Regions from separate parts of the Mus musculus genome. Here regions 1 and 2 are each linked to region 3. A link is a contact called in public Hi-C data. All regions are on one chromosome and are shown on one strand. Each heading gives the region's core, a stretch centred on a gene start, on an enhancer-like site or on the middle of the called end of the contact. The rest is flanking DNA. Distances are from core to core; before and after follow the strand shown.

What was found. Hi-C and Micro-C count contacts between places; a contact is called where the count stands out from the background.
Region 1: a Hi-C map of bone marrow-derived macrophages shows a contact between it and region 3, with 14 read pairs. The contact joins two enhancer-like sites. A contact is called at or near these places in 2 of 484 Hi-C or Micro-C datasets (both in bone marrow-derived macrophages) and 2 of 115 datasets of contacts at active chromatin or transcription factors (bone marrow-derived macrophages and fibro-adipogenic progenitors).
Region 2: a Hi-C map of bone marrow-derived macrophages shows a contact between it and region 3, with 14 read pairs. The contact joins two enhancer-like sites. A contact is called at or near these places in 1 of 484 Hi-C or Micro-C datasets (bone marrow-derived macrophages) and 1 of 115 datasets of contacts at active chromatin or transcription factors (large pre-B cells).

Annotation. Positions count from the first base shown.
Region 1 is chr4:95,870,096-95,872,795 of GRCm38.p6, forward strand. The region is part of intron 14 of Fggy (FGGY carbohydrate kinase domain containing); the gene reads left to right. Among named protein-coding and RNA genes, the nearest start is that of Hook1, 96 kb to the right of the region's middle. Within about 2 kb of position 1,311, at least 13 of the 459 cell types and tissues checked have an H3K27ac peak or open chromatin away from gene starts, as enhancers often do. A contact at or near this core is called in bone marrow-derived macrophages, where this site is marked.
Region 2 is chr4:95,776,624-95,779,323 of GRCm38.p6, forward strand. All of the region lies in intron 8 of Fggy (FGGY carbohydrate kinase domain containing), which reads left to right. Among named protein-coding and RNA genes, the nearest start is that of Hook1, 190 kb to the right of the region's middle. Within about 2 kb of position 1,423, at least 31 of the 459 cell types and tissues checked have an H3K27ac peak or open chromatin away from gene starts, as enhancers often do. A contact at or near this core is called in bone marrow-derived macrophages, where this site is marked.
Region 3 is chr4:95,214,054-95,216,753 of GRCm38.p6, forward strand. No RefSeq gene overlaps it. Among named protein-coding and RNA genes, the nearest start is that of Gm32240, 7.5 kb to the left of the region's middle. Within about 2 kb of position 1,273, at least 76 of the 459 cell types and tissues checked have an H3K27ac peak or open chromatin away from gene starts, as enhancers often do. A contact at or near this core is called in bone marrow-derived macrophages, where this site is marked.

The DNA.
Region 1 (2,700 bases), core at 61-2,560, 660 kb after region 3:
CACTCAGCAGCGCTAGGTGTGGTAACATGCAGGAGGCCTTGCCTGAAGGATCAGCATGAATCAAGGTCAGCCTTGGATACAGATGGAGTTTGAGGCTAGCCTGGGCTACAAAATGAGTTCTTGTCTCAAAAAAGAAAATGTGCAGGAGGGAGACTATCAACAAACAAACAAGCAGATAAACCACTTTGACTAGAGGTGTCTTTCTCTCTCTCTCTCTCTCTCTCTCTCTCTCTCTCTCTCTCTCTCTCTCTCTCTCTCTCTCTCTGTCTGTCTCCCTGGCCATTAAGAGCAATCCCTCCTTACAGTCCCTATCCTTGTTTACTGGCTAGTATTATTCCCAGGACAGTACCGATCCATCCCCCCCCCCCACCTCTGTTGACCACTAACACATCCCCTCTACTTCCTTTACTACCTCGTGGTTCAGGTGCCATTCACTGACCTCAGCTTTGATAAAGAAAAAATTTCGGATACAGAACCCTTCCTTGGTTCTGTGGAGCCGAGCATCTTTTTAAGGCTGGCTACTTGAGCTACTGCTCCGGACCTTCCCCTCTCCTTTCTTTGGATAACAGGACAGTGGTCCGCAAAGGGAAGCATCCGTTACCTTTCTCTTAGAGTTGAGTTCATTTTCCATTGCATGTTTCTGTTTAAACAGAAAGCCTTTTTAAAAGGGCTGAACACGCATTGAGTGTGCATGCTAAATGTTTAATATGTGTGTGCCCACAGCCAAGAGAACAGAGAAGCCTTAAGTAATAATGAAGCTGGATTATGCACGTTGTGTGCTTTACATGGCAGTGACTTCTAAATATACCCTTAACAGCCAGGTATTATTTAATACATCCCTATTAATCAAGCTGCCAAATCTAAATGAAAACCATGTTTAAATATATTTAATAAGATTATGGCTTTGAGGTGAGTAGCAAGCTAATGTTAGCTGCATTTATTTTCCTCCCAGCCAGGCCTCCTTCACTCTCTTGTGTTTTCATTCTGGAAGCTTCTTTCTCCGGTGAAGACAGTGTGATTACAAAGCGACTGGTACTGCAAACTTTCTGTGTGGATTTCATCTTAGTGAATAAATGGGAATGTTTTAAGAAAAGAAAACAACATCTGCAAATGGGAAATGAAATGTCATTTCTTCTTAGGGTGAGCCATTGAATTAAGGCGGAAATTAATAATCGCCATAGAGAAATGAGTTGTTTCTACCTTCTGCAATATAGTGTCTGCTTTTGGATCCGGTATCACTCTCGTAGTGTCTTGAGTTAAATGTTGTTACTTTTCCTTTTAATGGTTGGTTTTTTTGTTGGTTTTGCAATAGTGACACCCAGTGGCACTAATGAACATTGCAAGGGCTGCTAAATGCTGTCTTTCTAAAGCAATCCCATTCCTCCTTTGGAATAAAAAATATCTAGTTTCTTGAAGTTGAAGGAATAATTGAGTCTGGACAAGACAAAATTGCAGTTCCGTCTAGTAGGCTTCTCATTTGGTACAAAGAAGGGAAGTAACGAAGGACAGGACAGATGGGGAGGAGAGGGGTCACACATACCACCCCAGCAAACTTTCAAAGTTATTAGTGAAATACCATTGTACACCCCTGCTGTGTATAACTGTTCCTCTTATTGCAGCAGTGTGTGCACTGTCCCAGCCTTTGCCACAGGCATTCCCTGCAGCCTACAGAGAAATGGCTATTTGCTGGTGTTGCAACTGCTGTGATTTCTTGTTTCTCATATCTCCAGTCCTCTCTTCCTTCCATCTAGTTCTTTTGACTCATATTTACCCCTAAGAAGTTGTGTTTGGGACTTTTAGCCAATCATTCTCCCCATTAGCATATTTTCATCGGTTCCAGATTTTGAGCTCTTAACTTGCGCCTCCCCGCTTACATGTCTTAAAACTTTTAAATCTTTGATTAAAAAGTCGTATATGCCTATTACAAACATATTAAAAGTTTCTGACTACATAAACACTGAAAACAATCCCTATAAAATGTTCAACACTGCCTACTTTGAATTTAAAATAGGGAGCACATGTTTCACATCGTTCATTGTAGAAATTTCAAGCTTTGTTTTAAAAACCAAAAATACGTGCAATACACGCCATATATAATTCACAGAAGCAGAACACACAAACCCACCATATCTGTGCACACAGCGGTGTGGCAGATGCTGCTTCTGATGCTGTTTGCATGCTGGACACTCTTCTAATCGCTTTACATGAAACAACCCATGTAAGTTCCATAGCAAGGGTCAGGAACTACTATTATGGTTGTTCCACACATGTTGATGAAGTGTTTATGCATTGCAAAAGAACAATGTCAACATGCTCGGTCATAGGATTGTAATGAATTATGGGCAGGAAGGGCTATCATCAGGTCTTTAAATGTTTTGAAGTCAGTGTCACTGTCCTTAGTCTCTCTACCCAGCTCTACTCAAAACTCCGGTATCTCCTTTACCTTCTGGCACCAGCTTTCTGTGCTCTGAATGTCATCAGCCACAGAGCTTACATTCCACTGCCCAAGAAGCAGGCAATGAAGTAAGAGAAAATGAAGCAATGAAAAGAGCAAAGACAGGTTAGGGAGAGAGGATATGCAAAGCTGATGATAAGAGCAATGGGAGTCACCATCCTAATGAAGGATGCTTGGCAGGAACCCTCAGTGGCAGAGAAGACAAAGGCTCTGTGGTGACAGTATATTGATGAGTCTATAGAACA
Region 2 (2,700 bases), core at 173-2,672, 560 kb after region 3:
TTTAGTGCTAATATATTCAAAATAAATAGAACTTAAAAGTCTTAAGATGGGGTTCCCATAAAGTACTAAATAGATTACATTTCCCTGTGTAATATATGATGGAAGTGACATCATAGAGACTTTTTTATATATTCTTTGAAAGATACTCTTCTTCTTGATGAATATCTTATGAATGTCCCTGGGACCAGTTTGAGCTGTGGGGCATGCTCTTAAAAGTCTGCCAGACCCTGAGAGGAACCACACAACCATAGAGAGAAAGCAGACCCCGTGAGCAAAGCCCCAGTGATGGACAGAGGACTTGTTCTTGGTGGCTGTTTAGTTTTTCTTGTTTATGGGGTTTCTTCTTAGAAAGAAATAAAATAAGAATGAAAAAAAGAATTTTTTTTTCTCAATGCTTTTCAGTGTAGGAAGTATTTAAGGAATTCAGTGCCCAGAGGCAGTACAACAGTAAGAACAGGTGATGTTTTCTTTTCTTTTATTCCTTTCTTCTTTCACAAAGGAACTGAGGGCTTTACTCCATGTACCACGGCTAATAAGCGAAAGGGTAACAGCTTGGGTGCCCATCTACACAACCCCTAAGCTGTTTTCATGGCATCCTCTGTTGCTCCATCATTGTTAGCTCAGATTTCAAGGGTTCTATAGCTGATCAGAGTCTGGTTTGCTACAGGAAGGACTCCAGGTTACATGTCATTAGTTGTTTCCCTCTCTATGTTTTCCATTGAGCCGTAAGCCAGTGCAGCTCAGCTAATAGGCACATATCAGACCTGAGAAACTCCAGCCCCAACCATGAGGGCTGATTTAGTAAGGTCTTATGGAAAGCAGTAGATAAGTATCTCTCACTTCATTTTACTTTATTTCATTTATTTACTTATTAGTGCCAGGCTAATACCCAGGGCTTTGTGTATGGTAAGCATGTGCTCTGCTAGGGAGCCATGCCATGAGCCACAGGGTCTATAATTGTAGTGTCTACAAAGGCTGTAATGGGGGATTCAAAAATGCCTGCAACAAATGTCATAAGAGGACAACCGAATCTTTCCACAACTATTTTTCTCCGTCCCTAGCAAAGGATATTTTATATAAACGAGAGCCTAAATGTATGATAAATGGTTCTAAGAGTGAAGTAAATGAATAAATATTAATAAAATACGAATAGCATCAAGCTGAAGAGCCCGTCCCTGGTTGGTGTTGGGCACACTACAGGAATCTCTCAAATCACTATCCTTTCGAAGATGTCCTTTGGAAGGCTTAGGTCCAGCTGTTCTGAGGAGCCATGACAGAGGATCTGGTAAAATCTGCTAGCAATTAGAGACTGTGGAATTTTTATGTTCTCTTGAATAGTGAGAGAGACTGTTTGTATCGCTCTAAAGACAAACCCAGAAACCAAAGTGCAGATGCACCAGGGCACAACAGGAAACCACAAAAGCCTAAGATCTTTCCATGTAAATAAGAAGCTGGCCTTTACTTTTGAATCCACAGTGCAGAGTGGAGCACAGTTGTTAATCCAGCTTTTGCACAGCTCTGCTTTGAGCTTGAGCACAGTTAAACCATGCCACAGGATAAAAAGCACTTAAAAATGCTTGTTTTGATCAGCAAGCTTCATTTGTGTTAGTGAACAGTTTGGGGACACAGGTGCAGTGTGGACTCAGAACCATTAATTGGTCTCCCTTGTTCTTTTTGCAGTGATATTTGAAACCCTACTTCCCTCCACAAAGTTATATTAATCCATATAAATGCACGGGACATTTCCTGTTGACAAGCCTCTCTCACATGTCCCATCCTGGGGCCTCTGGTCCAGGTGCAAAGTGGAGAAACAGTGGTAACAATTCCCATACCTTCTTGTGTTGTTACCTCGATCTACATTTGATCAGTCCTATTACACTGGGAAGTAAGTAATACCGTACAACTGATCATAAAGTTTTTGTAGATAAGGAAAATGTGGTAGAACAAAAACCCATAGGTTTTGTTATTAGGTTGGCAGACCTATGTTCAATATAGAGTGCCTTAGCTCCAAAGTACCTTCCTTGTTCAACACCGACTGCAAGCCAGGCATGGGGCATAACGAAGAGTAGAAGTAGCCCTTGAGTCAGTTATAGTCCAGAGGAAGAGATGGGGAGGAAGCGTAAATTGCATAATCATGTCAAAGTACATTTAAGTATGCATATGCTCAACACTCTACCAATTTCATTCCTAGATAAAATCTTGGGGAAACTCCCGCACTGTGAAACAATATACACAGAGCCTTTTTAATACATCATATATCATACTATCCCCTGTTTGGATTTCCATTAGTAGAACATATTGCTAAACTATCATATTCATATGCTGACTTACATGTTTAATGAATAGACTGCATCTACATATAGTGGATAAGTGCAACAATTATAAAGTAACACAAAGAAGAAATGAGAGAAGTAGGCACAAAAATATTGCATCCATGGAAATTCTAAAAGAAGTAAAAACAAATGATGAAACTTAGGAATTTGGGCTGAACCTAGGAAGACAAAAGGATAATTGCCACAGATCTTAAAACCTTAGTGAATTCTATTTGTTGAAGGTTTTGGCTGTGTAGAACATAACTGCTTTCAGAAGTGGTCTAGAGGAACTGCCATTTGTTGATGAAGGACACATAAGCACTTAGTATTTTTTAAGATGTTCTGTAATTTTTAATCTCCTCTTCTAAGAGTGATATGTGTGCTGGAA
Region 3 (2,700 bases), core at 23-2,522:
TGACACCCGGGCAGAGCACGTATCATCTCCCAACAGGTTAGAAGCCAATTCAAGGTCTGTCATAAATCCCCTGACTGGTAATCACCTCAGGAGAAGAGACTAAAAAGAACTGGTAGAATGTTCTGGGTGGATAGAACAGTGCTTGTTTCCTGGCTGCCAGCCTGGGTCACCTGCCCAGTCATTGGAACTAGTGTCTAAGGGCACATTTTTCCAAGCATCTATGTGCTTAAGGTGAAATCACTTTTAATGAGCACTGCCCCATAGACTCACATATTTAATGTTTGGTTTCCAGTTGGTTTAGGAAAGATTAGGAGGTGTGGCCTTCTAGCAGCACCCCCCCCCCAAGTACTTATAGGTCAGATGTAAGCAGTCAGCTACTGCTCCAGTGGCATACCTTCCTGTCTGTTACTATGCTTCCTGCCATGATGATCATGGACTAACCCTCTAAAATTGTAAGCAAAACCCCCATTAAATGCTTTCCTTTATAACATGCCTTAGTCAGGGTGTTATCTCACAGCAATATAACACTAACTAATACAGAAGTGGCTTGATGCTGTGGCAGACCTGATAGTGCACTTTGTTGGAGAAATTTGGCAGATTTTGGGACTTTGGACTAGGGAGGCAATTGAGCACTTTAAATGTATCTTAATGGGTGATCCAGGGGATCATGGAAGATAGTAGTGCTGAGAGCAATGTGGAATGTGGAGGCCCAGTCAAGATCTTTCAGTGGGGCTTTGAGATTTCAAAAGCCCACACCAGACCCAGTATTGATCTCTTTCTGTCTGCAATCTGTGGATCCAATCGGAGCTCTCAGTTACTGCTCTAGCACCATGGCAGCCTGTTTGGTACCACACTCCCTACCATGATGATCCACACTGGAAAGGAATAATTAGTTGTTCTTATTGTTGAAGAAGTGTGTGAGGAATGTCTGTACATATCCTTTAACTCCCACAATACCCATCACACTATGCATTTACAGATGAGGAAGCCAAGGCACAGAGAAATTAGATGATGTCTCCATAGCCCTATAGCTAGTAGGTACAACAGCTCAATTCATACTTAAGAACTATAGCTTAAATATGATAGTTAGTCACCCAGGAGAAAGAAACTCTAGCAGAATGGTCTGTGAGCATTTTCTGAAGTGGAAATTTCCGGTTTCTTTAACAACTCAGCGTGTCACGTGATTTGGGGGGGGGCAGGGTGGAGAGCTGTCCTGTAAGAGGGCATGTGATGTTTTGCTGAAATCAGACACGTGAGAGGGTACGTGAGATTTAGAAAGACTATAAATGGAACCCCACAAACTGTGAGAGGACACTCTTGCATTGTTATATTGTGCAATGCTTCCTGGTCTTCGCTGGTTTTCACTGGTCTTTGTTAGTATTCACTTTGTAGAGAGGAACACACCAAAGAACTTCTCCAAACATCTCTGTGTCGTGTCTCAGGTGAAGCCACTGTGCTGATTTGAATGGGAGTTTCCCCATAGGTTTCTCTCTCTCTCTCTCTCTCTCTCTCTCTCTCTCTCTCTCTCTCTCTCTCTCTCTCCCCTCCTTTCCCCTCCCCCTGTCCTTGTCCCTCTCCCTCTACCTCTCTGCCTCCTCTCTGCTGAGTGCTTATGGGTATTCTGGCTGTTTTTTCTAACTCCTGCCAATTTAGTGGAGCCTTGCTGTTTCTACTGGATCATACAGCAGCTACTGATTTGTATTTGGTGTTTGCTATTGAACTAGATTGCTGATGTTCTGACAATGAAGAGAGTAATTACCTCACGGAACTACTTCTAAGCAGGCCCATACCACGCTTTTCCTATTAACCTTCTTTTCCTCCTACTTCTGGTTGGTGGGTTAGAAGGGAGGTTGAAGCATTTAAGAACCTTAAATAAAGTAAGTTTTGAAAAAAATATCTAAGTGTCCATCATGGAAATTAGGCATAAGTTCATACTTCATTTCTAATGTAGTAGAGGAATCAGCAGTTTGATGGTTTAGCAATGTTATTTAAGGAGGTAGGCAAAACATCAGCTATTGCTGCTGGGTGATTTCCTGCCTTGATTCCAGATGGGGCTTTCTGGTTTTGCTTCGTAGTTTTCATGTATATCATTTTGAAAAAGATTGGGAGGAAAGCTGAGAACTCAGAAGGGTTACTCAATTCTCTTGTGTTAGAAAGGTTTGCAAAGTTGGCAATGCACTTAGAGAGTTTGTGGCTAGAGGTTGAAGTGCTGAGAAAGCAGGAAGAGCCAGTGAGAGGAGAACAACAGGGTTCAGGCTTGGTGTCTGAGACTGAGACTCCAGCGTAAGAGAAAACAGGCATGCAAACTAGGCTGGAAGGCAAACTCTTGTCCCACTCTGCTCCACACAATTCCACTGCCAGGCACCCCAAGCACCCTTGTGAGGCAAGGGGCTTGGAAGAACAGGAGATAGTGCAGGGACAATAGGTGTTCAGCTAAGTGTACTGCCAGAGGATTTGCCTGGGGCTACACAGGCAACTGCAGCCTTCAGCTTCGTAAAGCATATGCCTGCTAGTGATGGTAATGCTTATAATGAGTTGACATTGTGTCCAATAGAAATGCTAGATCTAAAGCATTTTAAAATAGCTGTTGTATTGTATGGCTTGCATTCTCCATTCATTAATGAAATGTTAAGTAATTTGGCTATGTAGTATTGAGTTATTCCCCAAGGTTGGAAGAGATTGATGTCAGCCGTGCTAGAA